Linked DNA regions of Mus musculus: region 1 is linked to region 2. A link is a contact called in public Hi-C data. All regions are on one chromosome and are shown on one strand. The core of a region is the stretch at or near the end of the contact, and the rest is flanking DNA. Distances in the headings are between cores, read along the strand shown.

Evidence for each region. Hi-C and Micro-C count contacts between places; a contact is called where the count stands out from the background.
Region 1: a contact with region 2 is called in a Hi-C map of liver, with 2.3 times the contacts expected there. The contact joins the promoter of Akr1c20 here to the promoter of Akr1c6 in region 2. A contact is called at or near these places in 2 of 39 promoter capture datasets (liver and neural stem cells), 2 of 484 Hi-C or Micro-C datasets (both in liver) and 3 of 9 other capture datasets (adipose tissue, liver and pancreatic islet).

What each region holds. Positions count from the first base shown.
Region 1 is chr13:4,521,919-4,524,909 of GRCm38.p6, forward strand. It overlaps Akr1c20 (aldo-keto reductase family 1, member C20), which reads right to left and starts at 1,426. Exons shown (of 9, transcript NM_001311132.1): 1 at 1,313-1,426. The coding sequence starts at 1,396.
Region 2 is chr13:4,433,005-4,436,102 of GRCm38.p6, forward strand. It overlaps Akr1c6 (aldo-keto reductase family 1, member C6), which reads left to right and starts at 1,339. Exons shown (of 9, transcript NM_030611.3): 1 at 1,339-1,470. The coding sequence starts at 1,387.

The DNA of each region.
Region 1 (2,991 bases), core at 176-2,675, 89 kb after region 2:
GCCAATATTCTTCAATCTATTCCACAAAACAGAAACACAAGGAACCCTCCCCAATTTGTTCTATGAAGCCACAATTATGATTATACCTAAACCAAACAAAGAAAACAAAGAGAACTTCAAACTACTTTCCCTTATGAATATTGATATAAAAACACTCAATAAAATTCTCATACACCGAATCCAAGAACACATCAAATGTTTCAACCATCATGATCAAGTAGACATCATCCCAAGAATGCAGTGATGGTTCAATATACGGAAATCCATCAACATAATCCACTATGTAAATAAACCCAAGGAAAAAATTTACATGATCATCACATTAGATGCTGAAAAAGTTTCTATTCTTGTGATAAAATACCATGACCAAAAGCGATTCATAGAAAAAAGGGTTCATCTTACAACACTCATGTCACATTTCATCACTCAGGGAAGTAAAGGCAGAAACTCAAGAAACTCCTGTTGGAGGAAGGAGTTATTGCAAAAGTAATGGAAAGTGCTGCTTACCAGTTTCCTCTTTTTGGCTTGCTCAGTGTGCTTTCTTATGGAACTCAGTACCACCAGCCCAGTGATGGTTACCACCCACAATAGACTGTTCTGGAGCAAAAGACCCTTACTTTCCATTAACTTAGAAAATTCCCTGCAACCTGATATTATGTAGTTATTCTCTTAATGGATATATCTGCCTTCCAAATGACTTTAGCTTGTGTCAACTTGAGGTAAAACTACTCAACACATGAAAAAAACAAACAAACAAACAAACAAACAAACACAGTTTTAAAGCAGGTGAAGTATTTTCAAAAATATACTCAGTATCAAATTTCATCAGGCAGTGTTCTTGCTAGCTTGATTTCTTTCCTTCCTTCCTTCCTTCCTTCCTTCCTTCCTTCCTTCCTTCCTTCCTTCCTTCCTTCCTTTCTTCTTTCTTTCTCTCTTTCTGTCTGTCTGTCTCTCTTTCTTTCTTTTTCTCTCTTTCTCTCTCTCTCTCTCTCTCTGTTTCTTTCTTTCTTTCTTTCTTTCTTTCTTTCTTTCTTTCTTTCTTTCTTTCTTTCTTTCTTTCTTTCTTTCTTTCTTCCTAATTGGGATGGAGAGAAATGGAAGGGAAAACTGGTACCCGCAATAATCTCGAGCTAGGCTCTTGGATCAGTCCATCATGCTTAATGTCACATCTGCCTTTTACTTGCAAAAGGACTAACTCTAGACTGCTAAAAAGAGAACCAGGTTAGCGCTGAAGAACCATATCAGATTCAATGACTGCACCTACCCAAACTCTCTATATGTTTTAACCCTCAACCACAACTGCTATCATTACCTCTTGAGGTGCAGAGGTACCAAACCCGAGTATAGGGATGAAGTGACCATCATTTAGAAGAACTGTCTGCTGCTTGGAATTCATGGCTTCTCAGTCCTCTGACTGAGAAGATACTGAGCTGGCTTCTTTCACAGGACAGAAAATAAATAAATGCTTGGCCTTGTCCTAGATGTCCTTGTAATGAGTAACCAAGGCAGTTTGACAGAAGAAATGAAAGCAGCTTTGCACACATGAAGAGGAAACTGGAACAAATTGGTTTAAACTTTTGTGATTTATTTTTTGTTATTTTATGTTTGTAGGTTTTATGTCATATATTACATGCATGACTGATGATAATGGAGGTCAGAAAAGGGCATACAATCCTCTGAAACTGGAGATACTGATAGTTATTAGCTGCTCTGTGGGTGTTGATGTTTAAAGCCAGGACCTCTGGAGTACTAGCCAACATTCTTAATCTCTGAGTCATCACTCTCAAGCCCCAACTTTTCAAGAATGAGAAATTCTTAAGATAATTAAAAAGCTGGGATGCAGCGCAGTATAAAAAACTTTGCCTATCTTGTGTCTATAATGCTAGTTTCATTTCAGACATCATAGAGAAACCAGAAGAGAAAGGAAAGGGAGCAGAAAGCAAGGGAGAAAGAGAACAGAAGGGTGAGGCTACTGATGATTCCAAACCACTAATTTTTTATAATACAGCCTTATTAGAAGCAACCATGTGTTCTTTTAAATTATTAAAAATGAATGAACTATGCTGATTATATCTCAGGCTACGGAATGGCTCATACCTATTTCTTTATTAGCTTTGTTGTAGTGTTATTTGTTATAAAGATTCTTCTTATTAAAGCAATTACATATCATATAAAACACTTGTTTCATACATATATACAAAGAATTGAAATTCTATTAAACATTAAAATAAACTGTCCTCAAGTGTTAGAGCTGAAAAAATTAGAGAACTGAACACATGCACATTTGTGAAGTACATCCTATATCTTCCTTCTGTGTATCTCATTAGAATAACCTGTGACACAGGTGCAGTTCTTAAAAATACGTTGTGCAAATCATCACATTACTAAGATATGAAAGCTGTGTCCAAAGTACTTTTTAACAAGGAAAATTTGCAACATACACAAAAGAATCATAAAGCTATTAATGATATTTTTGAAACTCACAAAATACATTTGAGTGCTTATGGCTTCGTTGTGACATATATTGGAAGGATTTCCAGCTTGTTAACTTCTGGAAAATATTAGGAAAGGAATCTGCTGTCTAACAGAGTTGGCCTAAGTCTCCAAGTTACCAATTCATATCTACTTCACATCTATTGCCCCAAATTTATTGTTTCATAGAGATCTACCTTATCTACTTGCCTATAACAGTCAGTCCTAACTTTTAGGATAGTATCATGCTAGACAAAGACATGGACCCTTCCTGGAGATCTTAACATCAGAAAGGGAACGGAGAATAAAAGGAAATATACAGTTTTGCCTAAAGTTGACTGAGACTTGAAGAATAAAGGATGATTCACTTTAACTTTGTCAAGAGAAATGAGTTTCCATGATGAAAAAAAAAATCCCATTTAAAGAGTTTCCTGAATATATTTTTATGTAAGTGCAGAATAGCATTACTACCAAAACAAAATAATTAAGATAAATACTTCAACTGTACTGAAGTTTCAG
Region 2 (3,098 bases), core at 89-2,588:
CACTTATGTAAAAATATCTTCAGGACCCTGTTTGAATGGGAATTTGTTTTTCTCCATGGAACTCATTTTCCTTAGTAAAGTTACAGTGAATTATCCTTTATTCTTCAACTCTCAGTCAACCTACGCAAACCTTTCTTTTTATTCTCCATTCCCTTTCTGACGTTAAGACCTTCAGGGAGGGTCCATGTCTTTGTGTAGCATGATTCTAACTTAAAATGTAGGACTGACAGCTATTGGTATGTAATTAGGTAGGTCTACATGGACCAAGAAACTTGGCTCAATAGTTGTGCAGTAGAAATGGATTGGTTATTCAGAGACTTAGGTCTGTTCTGTGAGACAGCAGATTCCTCTCCTAATGTTTTCCAGAAATTAACAAGCTCAAAGTCATTCAAACCTAAGTAGTTATGAAGCCATAAACACGCAGATGTATTTACTGAATTTCAAAAATATCATTAATTGTTTTATGATTCTTTTGTGTATGTTGTAAATTGTTTTTGGTAAAAAGTTGATTGGGCACTTAAATAAGGCAATTTCCACTGCATATTTGTAAGAATTGTGCCTGTGTCACTGGGTATTCTAATGAGATATAGAGAAGAAAGATACAAGATGTAATTTACAAATGGATATGTTCAGCTCTCTTTTTTTTCTGTTCTTACACTTGTTAATAATTTATTTTAATGTTTAGTTGTATTTATAGTCTCTGTTTATATATACATATTAACAAGTGTGTTTTATAAGATAGGTAATTGTTTTAATAACAAGAATCTTTATAACCACCAGCACAGGTATGCAGCATTTCATAGTTGGAATCATTTGTAGCTTCCTTCCTTTCTCCCCTTGCTCTCTGCTCCTCTACCCTTCTCTTTTGTTTTCTTTATGATGTTTAGAATGAACCCAGCATTGTAGACACGATAGGCAAGGTTTTTGCCACTGAGCTGCATTCCAGCTTTTTAATTATCTTAAGAATTTCTCATCCATGAAAGTTGGGGATGGAGAGATGGCTCAGAGGTTAAGAGTGCTCTCTGCTATTCCAGAGGTCCTGGGTTTGATCATCAACACCAGCATACAACTAAGAACTATCAATATCTCCAGTTTCAGAAGATTGTATGCACTTTCTGACTTCCATGGGCATTAGTCATGCTTGTAGTGCATGATATAGATGTAGAAATATACCTATAAACATAAAATAACAATAAACAAATCACAGAAATTTAAAACAGAATTCATTCCAGTTTCCTCTTTATGTGTGCAAAGCTGCTTTCATCTTTTTCAACAAACTGCATTGGTTACTCATTACAAGGACATCTAGGATAAGGCCAAGCATTTATTTGCTGTCCTGTGAAAGAAGCCAGAATAGTATCTTCTCAGTTGGTGGGCTGAGAAGCCATGGATTCTAAGCAGCAGACAGTGCGTCTAAGTGATGGTCACTTCATCCCTATACTGGGGTTTGGTACCTATGCACCTCAAGAGGTAATGATAGCAATTGGGGTTGAGAGTTGAAACAAAGAGAGAATTTGGTAGGTGGGTTGATATGGTATGCACAGTCATTGAATTCTGATGTGATTCTTCAGGGCTAACCTAATTCTCTGTTTTAGCAGTCTAGAGTTCTTCCTTGTGCAAGGAAAAGGCAGATGACATTCAGCATCAGGGACTTATCCAAGAGCCTAGTTCCAGATTATTGTGAGCACTAGTTTTTCCTTTCATTTTTCTCCATCCCAATTAGGGAGAGAAAATGAAATACAGCTAAGAGCGCTGCCTGAGCAACACTGATCCTGAGTATATTTTTGAAAAGTGCTTTATCTGCTGCAAAACTGTGCTGTTCTTGTTCATATGCTTGGTAGTTTTATATCACCTTGATGCAAGCTAAAGTCATTTGAGAAGAGGATATGCCAATTAAGAAAATACCTCCATAATATCAAGTTGTAGGGAATTTTCTAAATTAGTGATTGATGTTGGAGAGCCCAGTCCATTATAGGGGATGCCATCAATGGGTTGCTGGTCCTGAGTTCCATAAGAAAGCACACCAAGCAAGCCAAAAAGAGGAAACTGGTAAGCAGCACCCCTCTATTGCCTTTGCAATAGCTGATTCCATCAACAGGAGTTCCTTGCGTTTCTGCCTTGACTTCCCTGAGTGATGGAGTGTGACATTATTGTTGTAAGATGTAATGAACCCTTTTCTCTATGAGTTGCTTTTGGTCATGGTGTTTTGTCAAAGGAATAGAAACTCGAAGACAATGAACCCTGGAGAAACATATTCCACTTTTTGCCTTCAACTTTATACTATAAAATAAACTTTCTTATGTGCTTACTACAGTACCATTACATTTTTATCCTTTAATGCGGTTCTGTATTTTTAATTAAAATTTATCCTACTTGACAAAAAATGTAATTTAATTCCAATCACAATTCCTACAAAATAAGAAATTGAAGCTTAAAAGAGGGCATGTATGTGGGTAATTTTTTTGTATGATGCTCTTAATTTCCTAGATATAGATCTCTTCTTTTGAACATACATCCTGCTGAAAGTTTTAATATTTGCTGTGCAGGCAAAATGGCGTTGTAAAAGACTTTATACTATACCACTATCTCCTCAAGTTCCTTTTGACAAACAACTTTTGATGATACCTAGCCATCTTCTAATTTCATAATGTTATCTTTTTATGATATTGTTGACATCTTCTTATTTCATAACAGAAGGATGGAAGTTTTCTATGAACTGCCTGTGCAAAAAGTAGGGCTCATGTCTACATGCTTTTATCTAGGATGAAATAAGCCAGGGGTGGTTGTGTAAGAATGAATAAATGAACATCCTAGAAATGAAGACTGCAAAATGTTTCTATTTAAACACCTGCATTTTTGCAAATTCAATATTATAGACTTTGATATAATCTCTGCAACTTCCCTGGAAGAAGGCTCATAGATGATTCTACAGTGCTTTTCTATTTGTGGTATTGTGTCCCCTTTTCCTGTCCAAACTTCATGGCTTCATTTACCCAGGTTTCTTCTAGCAAGTATCAGCTCCTGGAGTACAAATGGTAACCCATAATGCCACTGACTAATCTATAATTGATTGGACTAAAGTGGTTTCTGGGGTGCTT